3 separate regions of the Sus scrofa genome follow, and all the other regions are linked to region 1. The links are chromatin contacts, called in public HiChIP or PLAC-seq maps. All regions are on one chromosome and are shown on one strand. The core of a region is the stretch at or near the end of the contact, and the rest is flanking DNA. Distances in the headings are between cores, read along the strand shown.

The links. HiChIP or PLAC-seq counts read pairs in DNA pulled down with a chosen protein or histone mark.
Region 2: a contact with region 1 is called in an H3K27ac HiChIP or PLAC-seq map of skeletal muscle. The contact joins two enhancer-like sites. A contact is called at or near these places in 1 of 47 Hi-C or Micro-C datasets (skeletal muscle) and 1 of 2 datasets of contacts at active chromatin or transcription factors (skeletal muscle).
Region 3: an H3K27ac HiChIP or PLAC-seq map of skeletal muscle shows a contact between it and region 1. The contact joins two enhancer-like sites. A contact is called at or near these places in 4 of 47 Hi-C or Micro-C datasets (fetal heart ventricle, heart right ventricle, psoas muscle and 1 more) and 1 of 2 datasets of contacts at active chromatin or transcription factors (skeletal muscle).

Annotation. Positions count from the first base shown.
Region 1 is chr8:18,308,577-18,312,986 of Sscrofa11.1, reverse strand. It overlaps a transcript of PPARGC1A not described here. Among named protein-coding and RNA genes, the nearest start is that of DHX15, 310 kb to the left of the region's middle. Within about 2 kb of position 1,971, at least 9 of the 83 cell types and tissues checked have an H3K27ac peak or open chromatin away from gene starts, as enhancers often do. A contact at or near this core is called in skeletal muscle, where this site is marked.
Region 2 is chr8:17,925,952-17,930,361 of Sscrofa11.1, reverse strand. The region is part of intron 2 of PPARGC1A (PPARG coactivator 1 alpha); the gene reads left to right. Among named protein-coding and RNA genes, the nearest start is that of PPARGC1A, 19 kb to the left of the region's middle. Within about 2 kb of position 1,816, at least 4 of the 83 cell types and tissues checked have an H3K27ac peak or open chromatin away from gene starts, as enhancers often do. A contact at or near this core is called in skeletal muscle, where this site is marked.
Region 3 is chr8:17,992,210-17,996,619 of Sscrofa11.1, reverse strand. It overlaps a transcript of PPARGC1A not described here. Among named protein-coding and RNA genes, the nearest start is that of PPARGC1A, 47 kb to the right of the region's middle. Within about 2 kb of position 1,784, at least 1 of the 83 cell types and tissues checked has an H3K27ac peak or open chromatin away from gene starts, as enhancers often do. A contact at or near this core is called in skeletal muscle, where this site is marked.

The DNA.
Region 1 (4,410 bases), core at 722-3,221:
CCAAAGTGATTATTATCGGGCAAAATATAGAACTGGCGCTGGAGTGCTGGAGCGGTAAGTGGTGTTTTATCTAGGAAAAGTTTTGTTTCAACCTTTTTTGGTTGAAAATCCATTCTAAAGTATATCATGGAAGAAATGCTTCTCTCTCCATTTTTACGCCTTTTCCTTTTTGTGGCATGTGGGAGGTTCCCAGGCTAGGGGGCTCATCGGAGCTGTAGCTGCCAGCCTATACCACAGCCGCAGCAACTCGGGATCCGAGCCGTGTCTGTGATCTACACCGCAGCTCACGGCAATGCCAGATCCTTAACCCACTGAGGGAGGCCAGGGATTAAACCGAGTCCTCATGGATACCAGTCAGGTTTGTTAACCACTGAGCCACAACGGGAGGAACCCCAGACGGTTGTCATTTCTGAAGATCAGATTTTTGTTTTTTGTTTTTGTGTGTGTATGTGTGTGGGGGGGGGGGTTAGGTTGAGAGGATTTAGGGCATTAGCCAACTGATGGTTTTTAGCCTGAAATTTTTGATATCAATTTACTTCCAATGCAGTGAGTTAATGGGCACATTTTCCACAATCTCATTTGCATCCCTTGTTCCAAGGAAAATTGCCTAATAATATAGTTTTGCTTTCTCTCCGCTACCCAACAGTCCATATTCCTTTAGCCTCAAAGGAGAAAGCAAGCCCATTTCACCTGTACATGCTGTTGAAGAAGCAGATTCCTGTCGAGGTTCAAGGTCTAATCGGTTTGGCGTGGCATCTAGGAATCTCCGTTTTTTAAGCATCCTAAAAAAGCTGATGACAGCCTCTATTTCTAATAGGAAGGTTTTGGGAGGCCTACACTTTGAGAAACAGTGTGAGAGGCAGAGGAGTTGGTACCTGGGCAGATTCCAGGTGCAGAAAGAGAGGTGATGTGTATTAGAGAAAAATGTCCCTTCTCCCAGAAGGTGGTCTCATGGTGACTGAGTGGTGGTTTTTCATCAGTGACTCATGATACAACCTTGTAGGAAATTCAGACCCCAGATTCAAGTTTACAAACATATATGGAAGAGATTTTCTCGGGGTCCCAGGATTGGAATCAGACAGCGTAACACTGATTACTGGGAAATACATATTTATTACGAGAGCTGTTTTTTTTTTTTTTTTTTTTTTTGTAGTAGGGAGAATTTATTTCATGCAGAGCATATAGTATTTGATTGATATTATCAGATTATAGGAAGTCTATGAGAAAAGAAACAGTAACACAGCAAATTATCGCGTTAGAGTTATTCATCCAGCCATTTGTATCCCATGTGAATAAGCACTCTTGGAAAAAATTTTGTGATTCTGTCAAATAGAGAAATTATTCACAGAGAACATTTCCATTATTTTCAAAGCAACAACACTGGTATGGTTGAGCATCAGTGTGTGTGTGTGTGTGTGTGTGTTGCACACGGCATGTGGGTGGATATTGGCAAACAAGCCATGAACTAATAATAAAACAACACATTAGCAACAATTTAATTAAGCACAATTTATGTCAAAGTATCTGAATAGGGATATGATTACATAATTATGTGCAAAACTTTGAGGCGAAGAACAGACCTTTTTCTTTTCTTATAGGCAGCTCCACATTCCGCCATGGTCTGGCAGCTGTTTTTTGAGCTGCCAAGCTGGCTTAGAAGTGGGGCCAAACCTTTTCCGAGGGAATGGTCTGGGCGAGCTGGCAGGCTGTCCAGCTGTGTGTGGTCCCCGTCCCAGCAAATGAGTAAATCAGAGTTATAAGTTGTAAATGGGCTGCCAATGAGCTTCTGCATAGTAGGGAATGAGCTTGGCATCGTTTAAAGTCCAGTTCAGCGACAGCCTCTCTCGCGGCAGCCGCATCAAGGAGATGGTGGAAAATTAAGGCATGGTGGGCCACGGAGCTTCCACAGGGCATGAACTCGGTGTACTGTGCTCGAAATGTCACATTCCAAGAGGTCCTGGAATGAGCCGGCTCAGTGTCATGTCGCGCTGTGAGCTCCGCTCACATGATGCAAGCTTTTGCTTATCTGCCCAGGCCTAAAATAAGACACTCCGATGCTTTATTTATGAGCTCTGGGCCACCCAGGCCTGTGATGTAAGTAACCTTGGGGTACACAGCATTTGATCACTTCAATTCCCATTAACTACCTGTTTCTAAATGGGGAAACGCATTTGCCCAGCGCACTGCGTTATTCATGAAGACACAAAAGCAGCCTGTTGTGCTGTCACTGGGGCGGAGTTCCATGTAATGTGATCCAGCTGTTGAATGCCGCCCTGTGGGTTTCTAATGTTACTTTTCTCCTTCTCCTTTTCTTGTTCATTTCCTTTTTCTTCTTTCTTTTCTTTTTCTTCCTTCTCATCCCCCCCTCCCCCCGCCACCCCATTCTTAAAAATGGCCAGCTCCAGACCTGGTTAAACACGTCACTGTATATCTGTGAGTTAGGATCTGTTCTCCTGTTTAGCACAGAAGGTCAGGGGTTGGTGGCAGAGGACCCATTTTACATAATAATGGGAGCCTCTGGTGCAGTCTCTGAGCTTGGGCGTGATGCTATTAATATTTCAGACCTCATCATTTTTCATTGTGGGGGCTGTGCTGTGGATGGTATGCTGTTTGGAGCATTTCTAGCCTCTGTTCACTAGACGCTAGTTGCATTGACCCATTGTGATAACCACATTCCTCAGGGTCCCTTCGGGAGCAAAAATCGCCCCTGGTTGATCTAGTGTGATGACTGCCTGGGTCATTGTTCATGAGCAATTTCCCTAACTCTCTCTTTGATTGTAAGGATATAGGTGTCAGAACTGGATTTGGAGGCAGACAACCTGGGTTTGCATCTGGGCTCCAGCCCTCACTGTCACTCGCTAATGTGACTCTGGACAAGCTATTTAGCTTCGATCTAAGCCTTCACTTCTTCGCCTGTTACGTAAGCGCAATACTGCATCACTTATAAGGTAATTGGAAATCAGCGACCTAATATGTATAAAGAATATAGTGTATGATACATGCTCAAGAATTGCTGGTCTGATGACCTGACCTGATAGAGGAAATACTTTGACTGTCAATTTAGACATACAAAGAAAAAAAAAAAAGCCCTTTTCATCATGTGTTGCCCACTTCTGGTTTCTTCCTTCTTCTCGTTCCCTTCTCTTCTGTCCCCCAGCCATTCTTCTATTCCAGAAACTAATTATGGCCCAAGATGTGCAACAGGGAGAATGGAAAGAGAAGCGGTGAGGGGAATAGAGGAGAACAGTTTCGTGGTGGGATCATTCAATTAGGAAGCCCCAGGAAGAGGCGTGGGCAATCCCTTTAGCTTCCTGCATGGGTGTGTAAGGATTGAATGATTGTAAAAACAAAGAAACCCTCCACACACCATTCATCTGAACCCCACCCTGCCCTCAACAAAATGCCAAATCCACCTTGTGGTTTTTTTGCTTCGGGAGAAAGTGAAATCGCTTTCCTTATTCGGGAAGGAAGGTGACAAATGTTAAATCTGTTTTCTTAGGAAACAGCTGAGAAAACCGTCGAAATGACTCCATGTGACTCGCACAATTTTCTGCCTGGGTCTTCAAAGTCTGAGTCTCTTTTGAGCTGTATCTAAATCTAGAAAGAAGGGCCAGGCTAAGAACGAAGTCGACATCAGACAGGGAGTGAAGTCTGTAATCTTTAACACCGCCTTTTCAGCCATCACTCGCATATTTTACAGAGCCTCTCAAGGCTGCTGCTACCTGCCGCCAATTAAGAAATGCTTGGCAAAACCCCATTCTTCCAGTTTGTTCTGAAACGCTCTTTTCTCGGGGGAGGGTGCTGCGGTGTCCCTCACATGTTGCAGGTCCCTCTTCTTTGCATCCACTCTCTTTCTCATCCTTTCTAGTTGCACCGTAGAACCCGAGGGTTGGAAAGGATTTGACAGTTCGTCGAGCCCATTGGTTGCATTGCTTCTAGACCGTTTCTGACACGGTCCATCTCTTCCCTCCTTGAATGATTCTAGAGATGAGGCGTTCACGCTTATGGGAAGGAGGATGCTTAATTGTTGAAGCATTCTTTCTAATTGTTAGGGGCTTAGAGGTCTGCCTCCCTGTACCTGCACCCAATATTCTATCAACCCAGCTGTGGGGGTTCCTGTGGACCCAACTATGCCGGGACCCAAATATGAATTACATATAGCTTCTGCCCTCAAGGAGGGCATTATGGTCACGGTGAGATGTTTCATGGATGTAAATCATTTATTCATTCAACAACCATTTATGAGTCATCCCAATGAACCAGGTACCTTGTTAGGAGCTGGGGATACAATGGAGCAAGGACACCATCTCAACCCTCAGCGGAGCTTGCAGCCTAATGGAAGAGAAAGACAGTAATCAAAATTTCACCTTAGTAAATATATAATAAGGTGGCACTAACTTAAGTGTAATG
Region 2 (4,410 bases), core at 567-3,066, 380 kb after region 1:
CAGAATCCCGGGTCATAGTGAAGGCTGGACATTTTGATCAGACTTTCTCATGATAGAGAATTTAGAGAGATGCGGCAAAGAAATGATTGCACCAAATGTGCAACTTGCTTAAAGGAGAAAGTGCGGGGGGAGGTGGGGGGCAAATGAAACCGACGCATCGGTCGCCGGGGAGCAACTACAGAGACCAATTTCCACAGTGGCTGATATTTCAGCACCAGAGGCATGAGAAGAAACGGATGCCAAGTACTTTTTCACTTTTGAGAAATTCTTCGATGTGTTCAATCCTCCCCATCTTCCTTCAAATGGCCCGGAGTCAGAAAGTGTTGCCAGCTCTCTCTGCAGTCATGTGAATTTCCCTGGTTAAAGTGGCTGACTTTAAAACCTCAGGATGGTGCTTTAGGAGGTGTGGATTACCAAAGGGTATTACTAACTCCGATGTTTTCATCCCATATCGTGTGTGGTGTGGATGGTCATGTTTTCACGTAGAAGAAGCCATTTGTCCGCCAAAGCTCCTGGTCTCCAGAAATATTTTCACATTTCTTCAGGCTTCTGGTTAAAAGTTCCTCTCTTCTCTCACTGATGTCTCTATCCATTCCTCAAAAAATGATTACCGTCAACCATTAGCATGCCCATTAGCATGTCACTTCCTGGGGATACAGTGGTTCCATGCAGACAAAGTCCATGGCGCCATGCTGCTCATGGCTGATGATGAAGATGCAGCTTGAGAACCCAGTAAGATACAGTCTCTGATAGAGAAAGCCAAGCAGGGACTTTCTCCACTGGCCTGTTGTCTTGATCATCGATCACAGATAAATTCTGCCTTTCTCAGGGGGTGGGGGGGGTTCATTTACCATCTTCAGAAGTGCCTTCTCCTGGAAGTGGAATTTGGCTGGAGAACATTTCCCTTGGCTAATGGGACCTTCTGTTCCAAACCAAGGGCCCTGGGCACAGCGTCTGGCAAATGCAGGGCAGTGGGACAGAATATTTGAAATGGGGAGATCTGGCTCTACCGTGCCCTACACACAGTGTGTTGAGAAAAACAGCAGTTTGCTCATGGGGATTGCTGAGGGAAGACCAGAAGAAGGAGCCTTCAGGGAAGAGAGAAAGGCTGTCAGCAGAAGGTTCTGCAACCAGGGTGCACAGCTGATGTGAGTGGAATGCTGAGTCCCTGGCAATGCAGGTGGGTGCCTTTGGGTGAAAATGATTCTGCACTATTTGAGGCCTGTCAGCCTTTCTCTGCGAGAATGGTATTTCCTGCTGGAAGGACTGACGCGCTTTTTTGCCTCTCTGCGACATCTTGAATGTGGGGCCTTCTCTGTGTTGTCTCATGGACAGTCCTTCCCTGGGACTGTCTGGCCTTGGGCGATGAGGCAGGCATGAGAAGAAGGCTCTGTACCCCTTTCCTCTTCTCTTGGGAGGTACCAAGCTTTACATCTCTACTGAGCCTGATTCACTTAGATCGTTTTCACGTCCCGGTAATTCTCCAGCTTCAATTTCTTCTCACCAGTCCTTTCTGAGAAGTTGATTTCTGCTTCTGAATGCTGCTTACATAGGGGAAAAGGCACCTCTATTATAGGAATGCCCTTGGTTTTTCCATGGACGCTTGGCCTAAGGACATTGGCTTCCCTGGGTGCCATCTCATTTGTTCAGATGTGAAGTTGGAGCTTCTGTAGTCCAGACATAGCTCTCCCGGGTGTCCAGGGATCCTCGCCAACTCAGATCCTGTCCAGAAATGTTCTCATGTCAGGATCCTCTCGTGTCTTGCCAGCACATGCTTAGCAGGGACACCCTGATCTCCCCTGAGCCTCGTCTATCAGCCTGCCTTTTCTTCTGGGCAGGGCTGCTTGATGGGCAGGCTCGCCTCCTGTTCCTACTGAAGAAGAGTCTGGGCAAACGCTGGAATGCCGCGGTGCCGCCTGGGATAAGTGACTTCTTTCCCCCTGCTGGTCCTCAGTTCCAGGACTCTGCATGCAGTAGATTTGAGAGTTATATTAGGTCACAGTGCCACTTTCGAGCTCCTTTAATCCTATCACCCGGCAATCCATGTAGCTGAGGTGGCTGCCCTGGTCCTGAAGGAATTTGTGTCAATTTCTCCTGGGACAAATCTAGTCTGGGCCACTTGGCAATATTTGTTCCAACTGCACATTTTGACAAAGACGTTTTGGCCACACAGAGCCAGAGAATTTGCTGCGTGCTGATGTGTTTGGGGGGAACTGAATGTTGCCTGGTCTTGGCAGATAACTGAGTCTGGCGATCTATGTGGCATGATCCATGCCCTGTTTAATTTGTCTTTGAATGGCAAATGCGTTTCTTCTCTGAGTCAGCAAAAGCCTTGATACCCTCCAGTGGTACTGGGTGACTTCTCTGTGATACAGAAAAACAAAACTTGATCCTACTTTTTTTCCCTTTAGTGGCTGGTTCATTTTTATTTCCAGCGACGTTTCATCGCTGAAAGAGAAGATGTATGTTCCATAGATGGGATGCAGTTTTACTTAATCACAGTGGTTATTTTTATAATTCGCATTAGGAGACCTCATTTCTCTGGCCATTATTAACTTAGTGTTATTAATTGTCTGAAACATAGCTGAGAAACACACCATTTGTAAAAATGTCTCTGAGAAGCCAAACCAGATGGGGAAAAAAAAAAATCATACCCTCAAACTCAATGCATTTTATTACCAGATAAGCTTCTCCAGCTCTCACTTAGCATTTGCTTCCTTTTGTTTTACTTTCAATTTAAACCAATCTAGTTATCTGTGTTCTGAGCACATGGGAGATTAGAAGAAATGATTTAGAAAGTTAATGAGCTTGTAAGAGGCAAGGAGTGGGAAGTAGGAACTGACCCAAAGAGATGAGACTAAAAACTACAAAAAGTAGACAATCACTCAAAATACGACTGTCTGGGGCCATTTCAGTAGAGGGCAGAACACTCTATACTTTCAGGGCTGTATTTCTAAATAGCTCCCTACGGTCATTTCATAATATTGTACAAAGCTACAAAAATCAATTCTCATAATTTTTAAGGTGAGGGAAATATGTAAATGATTTTGAAATCTTTCCATTAAATGCTTTAATAAAAAATTTGGTGCTTAAGCGATGCAACTTTTCGATTCTTCTGCACACGTGCCAAGATGGATTAACGCCTGATCATGAGAGATAAATGAGGCATATACACAAACACACACATGTTTTTACATCTAGAGATTTTCACGTGGTCTGGCATCCCTCTGTCTTTCCCGCGTAGTAATACCTACTAGGAGAATGTTCCATGAAATGTTAAACTTCATTGTATAATTGGTCAGCTCACTTTCCCCCTTGAAAAATACAACTGGTAAAATTTCCTCCAATAAAAACACCAGTGATTTTTTTTTCTTGTGTTTTAGGAACGATTTTTACTGTAGGGCCCTTGGTCAAGACAAGCACAGCTCAGCAGAGTTATCCTTAAATAAGTAATTCCCCACATTACCTTAGAATGAAATTGCTTATATTTTTCCCCGTCTTTGCTTTCCTACTCAGTCCTCAACTCCACCACCACCCCAGCAATGCATAATTCATGTGTATATTTTCATTGAGAACACACTCAATTGTATTACCAGTACTATGAGTGATTTCCCCATTTTTTCCCATTTTGTTTGGAGATCCTTATAAATAAATCACCAACTGCAAGGCTTGCAAGGCAATCACTAAAATGTGCTGCTTGGGTTTGGATCAAGGATTTCAGATAATATGCAGGCCTGGGTTCCCTAAATCTCATTTCCGTCTCGAAAGCCAAGGAAAGCGATAACTGTGTCGTCTTTATCCGAACTCTCTGGCCCAGCTCTGTCACCTTTCACCGGAGGGGAGAGAATGGAAAGCTTGGGTTTCTCTACATGGACCCTGAGCTTTGGTTAGGCTATGACCCCGCATTAATATTCCACCTTTGGCAATTTCAAAGAATGCTGTCCACTCTTCCTACTGTAAGCAGCCTGGCTCCCCTGGTGCTTCTCACGCTTCTCCTTTGTATGAAGGCATTTGTGCCTCCCTTCATGTCCCTTTCAGGAGTAATTCTTCCCTTGTTCAATTTTTCCCTTTCTCTTTATGGCTGTCATAATAGTCCCTGATACAGTCAGGCAGCGGTGACCCTGTCCGTCACTCACCTGCAAGCTATTCTTGAACCAGCGGATGGTCCCTGAGTGACCAGATTAATTGTGCCAGTGGTGGGCCTTTCCACCCGACCTTTTATCCGGCAGCATAAAAGCCGATTCCAGGCTGTGTGCAAGCTGGCCGCCCCGCCATCTCAGTGTCCTCCGTGGAGCCAGGTGGTGGAAGGAGAGAATAAATGCAAATGAGGTGCAGAGGTGCAGAGAAAAAGGTGTGCGGTTGGGGGCTTCTCGGAAACGAAATCTGTCCTCCTTTGCGTGTCAGTGGAAA
Region 3 (4,410 bases), core at 535-3,034, 320 kb after region 1:
CTTGAGGGAGAAATGGTGGAACATTCTGACTCAAGTGCCTGGTTCAGAGTAGGATCAAGAACTCTTATGAACGTGTGTCATCATACACTGCATGAGCCCCCTGTATTGGTGGGATAAAGATCACCCAAATAAATGAAAGTTGAACTTCACCTGTAAAACCACCATAGAGGTGAGCCAAAGTAGGATAAGTCAGTAGAAGCTACATAGGGATCTTACGGTTTCTCCTGTCTTCGCTTCCTCTCTTTTCTATGTAAATGAGATATGATTGAAAGAACTTCATCATGAAACTTGGGGTCGGTTGCTGCAACAACAGCCCTCCGTGGTACCACTGTTGGTCTCTAGTCTTAATGACTTTGCACAAAAATGCCTCCTTATTCTTGGGCGTTATTGAGAGATCTATGCTTTTGCTGTCTAGCATATGCAGGAACTGGTGTGTTTCCCTGTTCTGGGATCCTGTTTATTTCTTGTTTTTATATGATTACCCTTCTTGGCTCCTTCAGCTGCTTTTCATGTCTTATGATCACTCCTTCAGGTCTTTGAGTTGGTCAAGTAGGATGTAGAGCTAGCCTGCTCAGTTCATATTCTGGCTCCTTAAACTGTGCAAGGTAGGACTAACTATAATGCATTATAAGGGAATTCTCTTGGGAATGAGACATGCTATGGAGATAACTCAGAACTGTAGCTAATACAGTAGGTATTCAATCTGTGCTAGATTTAGTTACTGACTCTTAAAATCATACTGATGGATCTAAAGGCTATGTGATGACATTGGCTTATTATTTACATTGAGTGAAATGAATTAAACTTTTTTTTTCTGGACATGGGCATGAATGAATATGCAGCAGTATCAATACTTAATATTCACTAAATTAAACAGATTACCAAAAAGTCCTTAAACATCAAGAGGACAAGAAAAGTTAATCCATTTGCCATTTTGTCTTTTTGAAAAAAATAGAATTAAAGGTTCCACTTGAATATAAGGTTAACATTTAGATACTAACTGTCTTTGTAATTCTTTCTTAAAGGTTCTTGTCTAATTGTTATAGTAATTAGTGAAAGTTACCAGCATGAGCTCTGGACTCAGTCCTGAGTTGGAATCCTGCTTCTGCAACCTACTAGTTGTGTCACCATGTGCAAATCATTTAACTCTTACTACTCATTTTATTCCCTGACTGTAAAACAGATCCGAATAGGCACATGGTTTGTTATTTTATTAAAATGAGACACTGCATGTAAATCATTTTGGTGCCTGACATAAGGAAAGTATTCTATAGAAACACATATTGCACAGCTCTGAGGGGCTTCATTTGACATGGTAGTCTATGTAAATGGCACCCTTTTGAGTGGTGCAATAAGTGGCCCTGATACAAAAATTGGTATTCACTAACATTTTCATTATGATGACACAGCTAGGAAAAGTCCCTGTGAGCCAGAAATACATGATTATCTGCTCTTTCTCTGCCAAATGTGGAAGCAGAAAAAAATGGCCAAAATGGGTATATTAGAAACTTACCAGTGTTTCGCTTTAATTTCATGTGAGGGATTTCCTCAGTGTGTGTTGCATTTATCAATGGTCAAGCCTATGACTCTTGGGAAACTTACTGGGGGAAAGAGGAGGCATCATCTTTTCTTGCTAGATGTTCCGCTCGCCAGTGTTTGATCCTGCCCCTCACACCCCCCAGGCACGCGGGCATCATAGACGGCTCTTTCAGGAGGTGGTACCAGGACACCAGTAGTATTTTGCAAGAAGGATCCTTGGCTTTGCCTGTGGAGCAGGGAATGTGATCTCTAGCTGGGAGCCAAACCACAAGCATGTGAGCAGAACCTCGAGCTTGGTTCCTGCCCAAGTACATGTAGGGAGTGGAAAGACAGGGAACCTTTGTGAAAATGAGGCAGCCTCACGCGCAAAGACAATTCCACAATGGCCAGTGGGATATTTCACCTTTGTCCCAAAGGAGAAACATGGTTTCTTGTTTACCTACAACCACCTCCTTTGGAAAGGGAGCCTGCTGGTTCATTTTCCTGGAATGGGGGTTCGTGGCAAGCCATTCAACCTAAATGAGCCTCAGTTTCTTCATCTATAAATTGAGACTAATAATAATTTTTCTGCCTATAGTATAGTGTCTGGGCCAGGGTTGTTGCTCCACCAATGCTTGCTGTGAATGCACCCAATATGATGGGCTTCTCCAGCATGGACCATACAGTTATGTTTCTTCTTGTTATTAAGCAACAGAGTGTCTCCGGTTCCATTGTGGCAGGAAGTTAAAATTGCTTTTCTTAAACCCCTCTCTCATCTCACAGATCATAGTCCTAATTGTTCCAGATATTCCAGATATCTAGAGGATCCAGCCTTTAAAAAAAAAAAAAAAAAAAAAAAAAGAACCACCAGACTAGCGGGTGCCATGTCTTCTGCCTGCACCGCTACTTCTGTTGCTGCCACACAGTGTCACTGTTGGATGGTGATCGTGTATAGCACTGCGGAGCCTGGTCCACTGCTCTCTACACGGACCCAGTGATGTCCCCTGGCTTGAGCTCCAGCTTGCCACCTTCTTTCATCACACTCACGTGCTAAGTCAGTGCTCCTCATAGCATTGTATCCACACAGAGTGGCAGGCTCTGGGTGGATTTCTAGGTTCAGCCAAATCCATCCTTCCCCATGTCACCCCTTTGGGCTCCCTCCCCTTCCTATGTGTCCTCTTTGGGACCTTAACAGAGACTGCCTTTTTCTAATAGTGAGATTCCAATTAACATTAAGTGAGACCTTCCAATTTTTTTTTCCAGGAATTTCCTTATCCCCATGGCAATTTGTTCACCTCTCTTCAGTGGATGGGTCTACCTTGCAAGTGATATTGAGAGGTGTCTTTGTTAGACCACATAGGATGCATTACATCTTTCCCAGAAGGAACTGCTCATCTCTACATAACTAGAGAAAGACTTACTTTGCCCCCAACCCCTGGCAGATGAGTACCCAGTGTCACATGAATGATTAATGTATGTGAGAGTGCCTTCTAAACTAAAGCCCTATAAAAGTAAGACCTTATGATTATTATTAAATGGACAGGGGTGATTTAGACACATGGCACAAGCAAGGCTAGCACTCATGAACTTCAGGCTGTAGCCAGAAAGCTGTCTGAAGGAAAATACTCTCTAATGCCTTCGAGGATGTGGGGCCAGTTGGCTTTTCTTAATATTGAATTGTGTTCCTTCTTTTTCTCTCACTCTATGTCATCCATTTTCCTATTAATTTCTCTTGCTTAAGCGTCATAAACCACCAACCAGTCTGGGCTGAGCCGGTGAGAGTTAGTTCACCCAGAAAACCAACCTCTTGCATATGGGGGAGGCCACAAACACATGTTTCTGGAAGCAAAGGAAAAAATATAGTATGAATGGCTTAGAATGGGCCAGGTGCCTTTATACTATCTCATTTAATTCTCAAAACAACCCTGAAGACTTTTCACATCTGAGGAGAGAAAGAGAGAATTGGTGGGCTTCAGGTGCAGGCCCAAGTCTACACTGCTCTTGAGTGGGAAGAGCCAGCAAGAGGTGGGATTCATCATCTGTGGTTGTTTCCACTCTAGTGCACCCCCTGGCGTCTGGAAAGAGAATTACCTCCACTTAAAAAGGAGCTTTCAGACATTTTGGCATCTGAGTTATTGAGAAGAAACTGCAGGCAGTAATATCATTCCTTCTGGCTGAGTTTCATCTTCGCTTTGGGGTCTTCTGATTTTTATCCCCTTAAAGCAACCACTTATAGGGAAGAGAATGCCCACCATGACAATGCTAGTATTCTCTCTTCTTGAAGTACCTTATGTCAGCAGCCCAGAACCAGCAACACTAGGATTCCTAGACCCCATGTGTTGGTGGCTTTCCTGTCTACAAAGTAAGTTGCCTTTGTCAGGAGGTCTTAACCCCTGCAGCACCTTGGATAATCAGACTTGGGACATTAGAGGTCAGCTGCTTTCCTTTTTCATTCTTTGTCAGGAGGTCTTAACCCCTGCAGCACCTTGGATAATCAGACTTGGGACATTAGCAGGAGGGGTCAAGCTAGCTTTCCTCTTTTCCATTGGAATTCTTCCTACTTAGATTTCTCCAGGAATCTCTAGATTCCGTGATTTATCTCCCATAAAAATGTCTTTCTATTAAATACCATTTTTATTTCCCATTTTTAAAATTTTCATTTTTCCAAAATACTATTTGTGTTTATTAAACAACAACAACAATTATTTTCCGTTCCGTTTCTCCCAATGTGAACCGGAATTTTTATCTAATGTCATTTATTGCTTTTCACGTAGTTTCTAACATTTCGCTACTTCCATGGAATTTTTGTTATCCTTTTTTTTACCCACCTGTCTTTCCTAAAAGAGCATAGTAGGGGCACTAGCTCCAGGGTAGCCCCCCTTATGCTATTAC